Regions from separate parts of the Mus musculus genome. Here all the other regions are linked to region 1. Evidence: chromatin contacts called from public promoter capture Hi-C data. All regions are on one chromosome and are shown on one strand. The core of a region is the stretch at or near the end of the contact, and the rest is flanking DNA. Distances in the headings are between cores, read along the strand shown.

Region 1 (4,045 bases), core at 1,102-3,601:
GACCCCATACGGTTTAGAGGAAAAGAACATGGGCTTCCTGGAGGGAGCTGGGGCCATCTGGAGCCCCTCCCCCAATTCCTCATTGACTCTGGGCTGCTGCCTGCCTGAGAGATACAGCAACAGGGTCCAGCAGGGGCGGAAGGGTACCGTCTGTCTGCCCCCGAACTGGCACCACCAGTAGGCAGAGGGTGTCGAGCCTCCCACCCCCCCCAGGCTGCCTGGCGCTGACTCAGCATCGTCTCCCCCCACCCCCAACCCCGGAACAAACAATTCTCCACTGTGACAGCTGACACACGTCATTCACCAGGGTTGCCTAGTGACTAGTGGGTCCTGGGGTTTTACTTCTGAACAGCTTTGACCTGAGGACCACGCTCTCTCTCCTGGACTTTGCATGTGCAAGCCCTGGTTTTACTGATAAGCCTGATAAGAGGACCAAGCTAAATGGGTGAAAAGCTCAGTGCCTCACAGTGGAAGGGGTCCCAGAAAGGTCTGTCGAGAGAACAGAGATGCTGCTCCCAACCTCAGGAGACTTCATCTCGGCCTGGACACTTTGCAAGGTCCAGGTCTTATGCAGCCTGACTCCCCCGCAGCTGCTATGCAACTGTCCTAGGCAGGCTCTGAGCTCCTAAGAAGGGCCCCACCAGGGAAAGTGGAGTTGTGAGTGGGAAGGGGCTCCTTGAATTTCAGGAGCTAGTTAGCTATCCTGCCTGGGTCCCCCCATTTTTTCTAATTCTTAGGACCCAAGTTGTTCTTCCCCCACAGAACTGTCCAAGGCCCTGGGGCCTGGGACAGGAAGCGCATAATGGATTCGAAGTGATGGAGGAAGAGAGAAACGGAGCAGAGGACAAGAAACCCAACTGGGAGACCTAGATCAAGACTGGAGCAAAGTGAGGGGTTGGGCTGGAGATGGTGTGTGTCTGGAGATGCCTGTGGGGGCTCAGGATCTAGTACCTGTCAAAGAGGAAGGAGGGGAGGACAAAGGAAGAGACAGGGTGCTTTCTGGGAGGCAGCAAGTCCCAGAAAGACACAAGAAATGGAGAGCAAGAAAGGTAAAGCAAGAGGGGACGGAGGCACGCTGGATGCAGTCAGATAAGAGAACACTTAAAAGAGGATTAGACCAGGAGATGTGCATGCTAGTAGCTACAACAGAGAGACAGGCCTGTATGGGACCCGTTTGAGTGCATTGGAGGAGGGGCAGCTGGAAGGAGCCGGCAGAGACCTCAACAGTAAGCCAGAGGCTCACAGTTCTAGAGAGGAGAAAGAACCAGGTAGAGGAGGCCCTTGGGAAAGCCCAGGAGAGAACTAGGTACAAGAACCCTCTCCAATGGGAAACCATTTGAGATGAGACAAGAGACATTCTGAAGAGTGAGGTGTGAGGCTAGGCCAGGGTGAGGGCAGACCAGGAGTGAGGGACATGAAAGACAAAAGGCACGTATGTGAAGGAATCAGAAGGAAGCTGGAGAGTCAGAGTGAGACCAGGTGGGAGCTAGGTTTCTTGAGCTGCTTCGAACCTATCCCACTTGGGTCAGAGGGGTCCAGGAGGGGACAGGGTTAATGGGTTCTAAGATATGCGGGTCTTGTAAACAGATGCAGTTGCCATAGCAACCATCTCCATCATTCTGGTTGGAAAAACCCACAAAGGAGAGGGGTTCAGCGGGGGGGCTGGGGGGGCACACAGACAAACTGCCCGATGGACAGACGGGGGTGGATGGATGAGAATATAGAAGGATCAAGAATTCCGCCCCTGCCCAATGACTGGATGAAGCAAGGAGAGGGTCAGGACCTACTGACATACCCACAGACAGGCGGGGGCGGTGAAGGAAGGGGGGGGCTGCCCCGGGGGAAGGAAGCCAACGACAAGGGGGTGTTGGGGGGTGCGAACAGAAACCATGGGGGCTAGTGGAAAAGACCTTTCAAGTTTCCCCGGAGCACTGATACCATCAGCCCCAGCCCCCTCCTGCTCCATAAGCCCACTTGCCCCCCACCCCGCCCCCAGTCCAAGCCCAGTCTTACGTGCCAGATGACAAAGAAGATGAGGGAGGCGCACAGCACCAGGGTGAGCATGTAGCAGAATGCTGCGAAGGTGAACGCCATGGCCCCCGCGCCGGGCGGTGGCCCGGGGGGCGCCAGCGCGGGGTCTGGGCGCAAGGGGACGCCCCCCGGCCCACACTTAGGGCCGGACGGGCATGGCCCACCGGACTCTAGGGACACGGACAGCGCGTCCGGGACCAGGGCCACGAGGCCGTGGGGGACGCGGGGCGCGGGCCGTGGGGCTCGGGGGGCGCGTCCGCTGCCGGCTGCCCGGGCCCCGATCGCTCATCCTGCGATCCCTCGCCCGCGGCTCCCTCGCTCTCCAGCCCGCGAAGCCGGCGGGGCGGAGCCGGGGGCGGGGCCGCCGTGCAGCGGCCTCGGGCGGGGCTGAGACTCAGAGCGCCCCTCCGCCAGCCTCATCAGCCCAGCACAGCCACTCACCCCAATGAGCCCAGTGTTTGTGCACCTCCAGAACATGCAGACCTGGAAGCCCGTTCCTGGTACAACTTTCGGACAACTAAGCCCACTATAGCCACATTCTGTACTCCCGTCTCCACAGAGTGCTGGCTCAGGGGGATACAACTGAGGTCCTAATGTAAAGCAGCGCTTGTCAAAGCTCAGGATAGCTGGCATCTGGCTTCAAGCCACAAGAGGGGACTAAAGTCGGGGACTGGAGGAGGGGAAGACTAAATGCAGGGGGACCAACGCCTGCTCCTTGCTTCTAACTTCATGCCTTGAACGCCTGTCCCAGTGGATGTTGGTGGCTCACCTGACGGCCTCCTGCCAGCCTCCCTCTGACAGATTCATGCTGGGCCCTTGGGGACATCCCATAGCCGCACAGCAGGCTTTCCCAGCCCCAGTATGTGGGTCAAGGGCTTTTACCAGCAAGCTTAAGATACAGTCCAAGCCAGGACCCCCCATGCATCACACCAAACTCTGGACTCCAGTTCCACCCAGCAACTCAAAGCTGACTCTGACCATAGACCACACTCAGTCACCACCGCTTCCTTGCAAAAACCCTTGGCTTATCCAAGGGCCAGTGGAAATTTATTTTTTCATCCTTTTCCATCTTCCCCCAAGTGGCTTTTCCTTGCAAGATGCCTGATGTGACATCAGAGGGGAACCTGGGAGAAGAGGCTCCCTCCCAGAGGGGCAGCCCAGGGACTTAAATACACACTGGAGGGGGAGGACAGGTTGTAGGGTGAGACTGGCAAGAGACAGCACAAAGGACATGGCTTCTTAGGTAAAGACCAAAGGTTTTCTACAGGAAGCTGTGCCAGAGGGTGGGGGCCAGGATTCTGAGTTGGGAGGGGGAAGAGCCCCACAACCCCAAGCTGCACCCACATTCCCCAGAGAAGCAGGTCTGGCCCTGTCAGGCTCTGAGGAATGGAGGAAGAACAAGCCAGATGTGCTGCCTCGGAAAAGGGAGGTGGTGCTGGCAGAGTGAGGGTTAAGGCTGGTGCCCGGCCTTTGGCAAGGTGGGCCTTCCGCCTCCGCTTTCCTCAGGGACAAAGGGGCTCGGTGGGCAGGCAGCACATGGGCCTGGCTCAGGCAGGGCAGGGGGAGGCAGGAGCAGGCTCCCTCCCGGCTTGAGACACAGGCCCCGCAGCCATCCGCCCACCTACCCTAGATGTGCTCAAGACCTAACCGCAGCTGGACGGCTCAAGCTGTGTGGGAGCGATGGAGTGAGGCAGAGATGAGGAAAAGGTGGCTATGGGGCTCTCGCAGCCCTGGCACCTGTCCTGAGGTCCGATGCAGGACCCTGGATCTGAGGCCCTGGATCCCCTGGCTACTGCCTGCACCCAGGGGCAGCAGAGGCAGGGAGGCCCTTGCTATTGGGAAGAAAGGAAAGAGAAACCCAGTGCAGCATACATGGGGGTGAGTGACAGACAGCGGAGCCCTCATTCCAAAGAAAGGTGCGTGGTGGGCATCTTTTCAAGGTACCCAGAGGCAGCAGCGGAGCTGTCCCTGTGACCACCCCAGCCACAGGCTCTGCATGTCCTCCACGGGGGCC
Region 2 (4,045 bases), core at 538-3,037, 2.2 Mb after region 1:
TAAGGAGGTATTGTAAGAGAGATGGGGGAAGGTTGAGCAATAGGAAGTAGCAAACAAGAAAGATACTATGATACTATGAGAAGTGACAGCCACCAGTTTGGAAAGACAGTATCGGAATTTGTGTTGCAGTGTAAGTAGGCAGTAAAGTAGGGACTGATGCAGCTGATGCAGCCCGCAAAAGAGTGAGCAACAGGTTATGTTAATACAGCCAGACTAAAACACTGACTTTCCCACGGTAGAGGAGAGCCCAGGGATAATCTGGAAGAGCATTCAGACAGGAGGCCCAAGGACTTAAATGCCAAACCCCAGGGGGAAGAGAACAGGAGTGATCCAAAGACTCTGAAGGGAGCGGTGACTGGAACCCCAAAGGCAACCTGTGGGAAAACTATGCGCATGACAGCTGTATGGGAAACACGGAAGCGACACATGCCAGTGCCAGGAGCCTGGGAGCTCCTGCCGAAAAGAAGGGAAAGTGATGAGCAAGGAGTAGGCGAACGATTTGGAAAGGTGACGAGGGTGGAGCTGGTGGGTTGCAAGCAACAGGGAGAGCCCAATTTGGAACGGGAAAGGAGGATAGAAAAAGCTGGGGAAGTGAAAGGGGAAAGGGACCGAGAACACACTCCCGAGACACGGACTCTTGAGGGAGAAAACCGAGGATTGTGAGAGCCGGTGCGGGTAGAGAGGGTACAAAGCTAGAGAGATGCAGAAAGAGGTGGGCAACAATCCGCGGCAAATCGCGGGGTATTATTCGAGGAGCAGGAAGGTGGCTGCTTTAAGCGTGGGTGGAGGAAGACCAGAAAGGCCCCTGAGAGAAAAGGGAAGAGAGGGGGAAGCTGGGGAGATAGCACGGAAGAGCGCAGGAGGGCGGTGAGAGGCGAGGGGCGTTTGGCAGAAATACAAGTGTGCAGTTCAGTCAGGACGACGTGGGTCCCAGGTCAGGATTCGGAAGAGGGATGTGAAGGGCTGGAACCCAGGGCCAGATGACAGCCTAGGCTTGTAGAAGAAAGCAGGAGCACGAGGAGAACTGAGGGAGGGAGCCTCCGTAAGGTGCAGGGGCCCAGTCACAGAATTAGGGGAGCCCTGAGGGCTCCTTACCTGCTCCGTGTCCCTTTCGTTCAGCGTGGGTAGGGGGGTCCGAGCGCTGGACATGGCGCCGGTATCTCAGGGGAGGGAATGGAGAAGCTTGGAGGAAGATAGGGAAGGGAAGGCTAGGAGCCCGGCCGGGCGGGGCTTCTCACAGCAGGAGCACCCGCTGCATGGGCCCCGGCCGGGGGTGCGGGGAGGCCGGGCGATGGCTCACGCCAGCCCGGTGATGCACCGCTCGGGCTAGGCCTCGCCGGCTCCGAGCGGCTCCGGACCGCACCCCCCCCCCCGACCCCCGGCTGGGTTGTGCCGCCTTTCGGCCCGGCCGCGCCGCTCCGCCTACTCTCAACCGCCGCAGCCGGCCGCCTGCCTCGCTCCTCCCCTGCCCTCAGCCGCACTGCTCCGCGCCCGACACACAGGCAGCCGCCGCCGGACCTGCTGCTCCCAACATGGCCGCCACCACCGCCAGCCCTCGGCTCTTTCCGCCGGCAAGAGCCGGAAACATCCGAAACAACTAGGAACGGGAGGGGGAAGAGCCTTTTCCTCTCGGCCCAGACGATGGGTGAATTCCGGAAACTACCGAAGAAGGTAATCCCCGGGGACGCGCGCACCTCCTAGATTCCGAAGACCGAGGTTCGGCTCTGTTTACGGAAATCCACGAAGAGACTCCCCGCACCTCCAGAGCCAACCAGCAGCCACGCCTACCGGCCTTTCTCCGCCCACTTGGAGCAAGCTTTCGGCAGTTTCCGGAAACAGCCGAAGAGGCTCCGCGTGTGCTAAACCGGCCACGCCCCCGTTCCGTCGCTCGGCCGAGAGCGGTAGTCAGCCATTTCCGGCAACACCCGAGAGCTGCCGAGGCTAAGAATCTATCTCTTCGTTTCTTTCCGTCAGTTTTCGGTTATTTTCAAACCTTGAACAGGCGTGGGTCACCTGTACCTGTTGTTTGACTTAGAAAATACCGCTATTAGCTGTTCCTACAACTGATGTCCTTTGAGCCTAACGCCAACTTCCCATCCGCATGTTTAGCTCATAAAACCCACTTTATCGCTCAACCTTGCTATCAACGTGTGAGTCAACTGCCAAGTGTAGTGTCATCCTATTGCCTGTCTCCTGCTTTGCACACCCGCCCATCTTGCGACTATCTTGGCTTCTAGAAGTCTATGTCAGCCTTATATTGAGTCAGTCCCCTCATTCCTCTGTAAAGCCTGGGACAGACACCAGGTCGGACAGGCACTGGGTCAGCGTCCTTGAAACTTAACACACCTTTAAGGTACAGTATTTTTTTCAGTATTGAGAAAAATGCTTGCGTGATCTTGGCATGGAATCACATAACAAAGGCCAGCAAAATAACTCAGTTTGATCCATGGGGATCCACATAGTGAAAGGGGAGAACCAAGTCTAAAACATTGTTCCATGAGCATGCTACCCTATACACTAAATAAAAATGTAATTATATATGTATATATGTGTGTGTGTATAATATATATACATATGTATGTATATGTATATATATAAAATGAGTTGGAGAGATGGTTCAGAAGTCAAGAGGAAGGACTGGTTGCTCTCCCAGAGGACTGAGGTTTAGTACCCAGCACCCATATGGTGGTTAACAACTGTCTAACTAGTTCTAGGTGGTTTGACACCTTCTGGCTTCCACTAGGTTGCACAGACGTACATACAGGCTAAACACTCATATACACAAAAGTTAAATAGATAAATACTACAACATAGGTCAGAATGCTGGCTCATTCAGAGCCTGTACTATTTTCCAGAGAATCTGGTCAGGTCCCAGCATCCACATCAGATGGCTCCCTACCCCTTGTAACTTCAATTCCAGGGGAAATGATGCCCTCTGGCCTCTACCAGCACCCGCATGCCAGTGATACACATAAACCCATAAAAGCACAAACATAGGCACATACAAATAAATATTTCTTTAAATTACACATAACATTTCCTTTCTGCTGTTAGTTTCGATTCTATGACACAGTTTCCCACTGTAGACCAGACTGACCAAGAACTCCTGGAGCTGCCTCTGCTTCCCAAGGGCTGGGATTAAAGGTGTGCACCAACCACCCTGTCCATCCAAGTTTTTGTTGTTCTTTTGTTTTTGCTTTTTTTGGAAACAGGGTATTAAGTAGCCCAGGCTGGCCATGATATGTAACCAAGGATGGTTGAACTACTGATCCCCGGCCTTCATTTCCTCACCACTTTGATTGCAAGTGTGCACTGCCATGCCCAGCCCTAAATGACTTTTAAAATATTCTACAATGTTTAAGTCTGGAGAGACCATCTCTTTTTTTTTTTTTTGGTTTTTTGAAACAGGGTTTCTCTGTGTAGCCCTGGCTGTCCTAGAGCTCACTTTGTAGACCAGGCTGGCCTTGAACTCAGAAATCCGCCTGCCTCTGCCCCCCAAGTGCTGGGATTAAAGGCGTGCGCCACTACGCCCGGCTTGGAGAGACCATTTCATTTTCATTTTCATTTTCATTTCAAATCTCCCTTCTAAGACAAACTCATGGCAAAAGAATAGGCACTTGTTGACGATAAGGATTCCTGGGGTTGTAGGATAGTGGGAGAGCTTTAACTCCCATGCCATGAAGGAGGCCCTGGGGTCAATCTCTAGAACGAAAAATAAAATAAAATAAAACAGACAACCAAAAAGGATTCCTCCAGCTGGGTATGGTGGTCTGCCCCTGTAATCTTAGCACTAGAGAGAAGCAAAGGGGGTTGGCGAGATGGCTCAGTGGGTAAGAGCACCGACTGCTCTTCTGAAGGTCCAGAGTTCAAATCCCAGCAACCACATGGTGGCTCACAACCATCCATAACAAGATGATGCCCTCTTCTGGAGTGTCTGAAGATAGCTACAGTGTGCTTACATATAATAAATAAATAAATAAATAAATAAATAAATAAATAAATAAATAAAATCTTTTTTAAAAGAGAGAGAGAGAGAGAGAGAGAA
Region 3 (4,045 bases), core at 591-3,090, 2.1 Mb after region 1:
GTTAACACCTAGAAAAAGGAGAAAAAAGAAGTGCCAACCAAGGGTTCCTATGGGGTCTGGCTATCTCTATGGCAGGCAGCTTTGGCAGAACAGGTCTGGAATCTGGAACCCTATGCCTTACACCCCACTGTGTATTCTTAGCAAAGTTCTTCCTTCTTTGAGTTCTCATTTCCTCATCTTTTGGAGAAAGTAGCTAAGTGTGGTGTCATTTGGGAGGCTGAGGCAGGAAGACCACAAGTCTATATAGCTAATCTCTAAAAAAATAAAAGTAAACAAGGGAGCAATTACAGACCAGAGCAGGATTAAGAAGCCTAGGAGTTAGAGATCAGCTCTGGAAATATAGCAAGCCTTTATCTTGGAAGAAAAAAAAAATAGGGCTGGGCTTGAGACCCAGTGGTAAAGATATATTTGTCCTGCAGGTGTGAAGCCCTAGCAACCTCAAGAAATAAGTAAATATAAATATAAATAAATAAGTAAAATGACAAGTAAAGATCACCCCCAAAGCTCTCTTGCAGCCCCGATATTCCTTCCTCCCTGCCTTCTAAAAGCACTGTGTAGCATCTAGGGAATGCTCTGGGGAAGGGAGCTCTGGGAGAAAGCAGGATGAAGGGGTGGAGCCCTAGGAAGAATGAGTGCATCCTGTAAGCATGCACTTTACTGAGACACGCCCTTTGTCCTTCTGTGGTCCCCTGTATTGTTCATTTTCCAAATTAAAAAACAAAAAACAAAAACCAGAGGTAACTCCATCTTGTCCAAGGTCAAGTCCACATTTGTAAAATTCCAGTCTGAGCTCTTGGACATGTCACTTGCCAAAGTCCTCTCCCCTCACCTCTAGAATGGATTAATGCCATCACCTTGCTCCCATCATCAAAATATGCTGGGATCCTGCCAGCAGCAACTACTACCTAAGCACTCTCTAGAGTCATCCACGGATTCGGGACGTTCGTTCTGAGGACTCTAAGCAGCTATTGTAGGAGTTTCTAGTCTTGGATCCTTCTTAGATGTGATGGAGAACAATTTCTTTCTGCGTATCTGGGTTTCCTAGTCCTCAACCTCTAGAATATAGTGTGGAGTTAGAGTAGGGTGTGCGAGTATGACTGGCTTTTTAAAGCCAATCCTTTGGGGCCTGGTTATCCTAGGTTCTCAGCTGAGCTTCCCACCATGTCCTACAACAGGACTGTCCCTCCCACTCAACAGACTTACTCAACCCCTAGAGCTCAAGTTCTCGGGAGACAGGGAGAAGGTGTGACTGGTTTCTGTCTTTTTTTAAAGACCAAGAATCTAGGAAAACAATGCCTGGATCCGCTCAAAGGTGCTGTAAGGCCAGCACAAGCTCTAAGGCAAAGAGCCGCCAATGGCATCCCGAACGGCCCAGCAGGGACTTCGTCCTTGGAAGCCCGGCGTTCCTCAACGCCTTTCAGCAGCTCGGCCCCGGCCTAGGCCTCGGCTTGACTGCTAGGTCTCCGGCGGGCTGACTGTGGGAGCCGGCCGAGGCCACGGGACCGGCGGAGGCGGGGCGGCCCAGGCCCCGCCCCAGGCGTGCGCGAGAGGCCGAGCCCCGGCCCCGGCCGCCCCGCCCGGCCGGGGGTCGCCGCGGCCCTGCTTCCATTGTGAGGGGGAGGGGAGGAGACGCGGGGAAGGGCTCGGTCGCACGCTGCGCCTACTCCCCAGGGCCCTGACTCCCCGAGTTCCTCGGGAACGGCGGGCCGTGGATTGCCCCCGCTAGCCCGGGAAGGACATCCTTCCCTCCGTTCGTACCTTCGGAGTCGCTACCCAGTGGCTCCTGCTTCTGCTGCTGAGGTTCCTCCGCCGCCATCTTTAAACAGCGCCGCACTGGCGATCGCTTCCGGGTTATTAATTGCCCTCCTCCCGGAAGGGAGCCCCTCCTTGTGGCCCCTCCTTCGCAACGCCCCTAGCAACAGGCTCCCTTTGGCAGTCGTCAGGGCCTGGGCTGCTCCTGCTGCCCTGGAGAGCTTGGGGGGACGCCACGCGCGCTTCCACATTCCACTTTCCCAAAGGTCCTGCGGGGCTAAGGACCTCCTCGAGTCATTTCTGTTTTCTGTATACTGAAGTTTGAAACGCAGGTTGTGTAACTAAGATAAGGAACAAGATGGAATTAAAGTCACTAGAAGGTTAATCCCAGCTGCGCGTACTTTCAAGGTACAGGACGGTAGCTGCAGTGCGGAGCGCAGAGCCACCTCGAGACAGGAAGTGGTGACAACCTCCTGACGCCCTTCGGAGCCTTCGCGGCCTCTCGCCTCTCACCACTGAGCCTGTTCTCTAAAGCTGTAAAGACCTGTTTCCAGCACGGGGAGCATCTTCCCTTGATACCAAAACCAAAACCCTCGACCTAACTTTAGGCTATATGTCCTCGTATTTGAGAAAGCAGAGCCACTTAAAAGCAAGAATTTGAGTCCATAATCCGAACATGTGAAAGGTGGAGAAAGAATGGAGGATCCGGCGTTCAAGGTAATCGTGGAGTTTCAGGCAAGGCTTGGCTACAAGAGACCCTGTCTCAAACAGACCAGACCAAACCAAACAAAACCTGAGCCAAAAAGTGGCCATCTTTGCTAATTTTTGCCGAAGCTACCCATTTTCTTTGAGTTATGTCTCCATTCTGAGAAATGGACATTCCCATTTGCAGGCCCTGTGTACCCTGAAAAGCAAACACCAGAGCGTTTGCAGGAAAAGGCATTTACTTCTTGGTAGCCTGGCTATAGCCATCACTGAGCCACACAGATTCCTTTTACCCTCCAGAATATCAGTTCTCTGTCCTTACTAGTCCCAACTCCAGCTCCTGTATGGTCGGTCTACCAGTCCAGGTAACTGGAGGCCAGGGTGGAAAGCACTCTTAAAGATTTAGAAAAATCAGGCCGGGCTGTGGTGACCCATGTCTTTAATCCCAGCACTTGGGAGGCAGAGGCAGGAGGATTTCTGAGTTCGAGGCCAGCCTGGTCTACAGAGTGAGCTCCAGGACAGCCAGGGCTACACAGAGAAACCCTGTCTTGAAAAACCAAAAAAATTTTAGAAAAATCAAGTACAGACTAGGCATGGTAATTCCAGCACTAGGGAGGCATGTGGATCTCTGAGTAGAGGTCAGCCTGGTCTACACAGTGAGTTTCAGACTCACAGACTACATAGAGAAACCCTGTATCAAAATAAATAAATAAATAAAAACAAAAGGGGGGATTGCTATACAAAGAAACCCTGTTCAAAAAACAACAAAAACAGAAAAAATAAAAGGGGGGAAGGAGCCAAAAAGAAATCGTGTCCTTTGTCATCAGCTATCATTCCTTTGTTAAAATTTTTATTATTGTGTCTATAGTGTGTGGAAGGCTGTGTGTGCCAAAGTGCTTGTGTGAAAGAGCACAATTTTATAAAACCCATTCTCTCCACTTTTACATGGGTCCTGGAGATGGAACAAAGGTTGTCAGATTTGTGTGGCAAACACTTTACCCATTGAGCCATCTTGCCAGCCCACCTCCTTTATTTATATATATTTTGAAGATTTATCTGTGTATATATATGTACCACATGAAAGACTGGTCCCTGGGAAAGCTAGAAGCGGGCATCGAAGGATATAGGTGGAGTTAACAATAGTTGTAAGCCACTCAACCTGGCAGTCCCATGAGTGCTAATGGACTGTGGTCATGGAAAGACCTTCTATAGTGAGAAATTGGAAGCCAGAGCCTCAGTTATAACTTTTTTTTTTTTTTTTTCCGAGGCAGGGTTTGTGTGTGTAGCCCTGGCTGTCCTGGAGCTCACTCTATAGACCAAGCTGACCTTGAACTCAGAAATTCGCCTGACTCTGCCTCCTGAATGCTGGGATTAAAGGTGTGTGCCACCATGCCCAGCCAGTTATAACTTTTTTTTTTCCTTTCTTTTTTTTTTTAAAGATTTATTTATTTATTATATGTAAGTACACTGTAGCTGTCTTCAGACACTCCAGAAGAGGGAGTCAGATCTCCTTAAGGATGGTTGTGAGCCACCATGTGGTTGCTGGGGTTTGAACTCCAGACCTTCGGAAGAGCAGTCGGGTGCTCTT

Evidence for each region. Promoter capture Hi-C pulls out the DNA fragments that hold promoters and counts their contacts.
Region 2: a contact with region 1 is called in a promoter capture Hi-C map of pre-B cells, with 2.4 times the contacts expected there. A contact is called at or near these places in 2 of 39 promoter capture datasets (liver and pre-B cells).
Region 3: a promoter capture Hi-C map of liver shows a contact between it and region 1, with 3 times the contacts expected there.

What each region holds. Positions count from the first base shown.
Region 1 is chr19:5,096,170-5,100,214 of GRCm38.p6, forward strand. Cnih2 (cornichon family AMPA receptor auxiliary protein 2) reads right to left here and starts at 2,352. Exons shown (of 6, transcript NM_009920.4): 1 at 2,014-2,352. The coding sequence starts at 2,094. Rab1b (RAB1B, member RAS oncogene family) reads right to left here. Exons shown (of 6, transcript NM_029576.3): 6 at 3,038-4,045.
Region 2 is chr19:7,340,073-7,344,117 of GRCm38.p6, forward strand. Mark2 (MAP/microtubule affinity regulating kinase 2) reads right to left here and starts at 1,788. Exons shown (of 18, transcript NM_007928.3): 1 at 1,096-1,788. The coding sequence starts at 1,149.
Region 3 is chr19:7,204,444-7,208,488 of GRCm38.p6, forward strand. It overlaps Otub1 (OTU domain, ubiquitin aldehyde binding 1), which reads right to left and starts at 1,841. Exons shown (of 7, transcript NM_134150.2): 1 at 1,759-1,841; 2 at 1-8. The coding sequence starts at 1,816.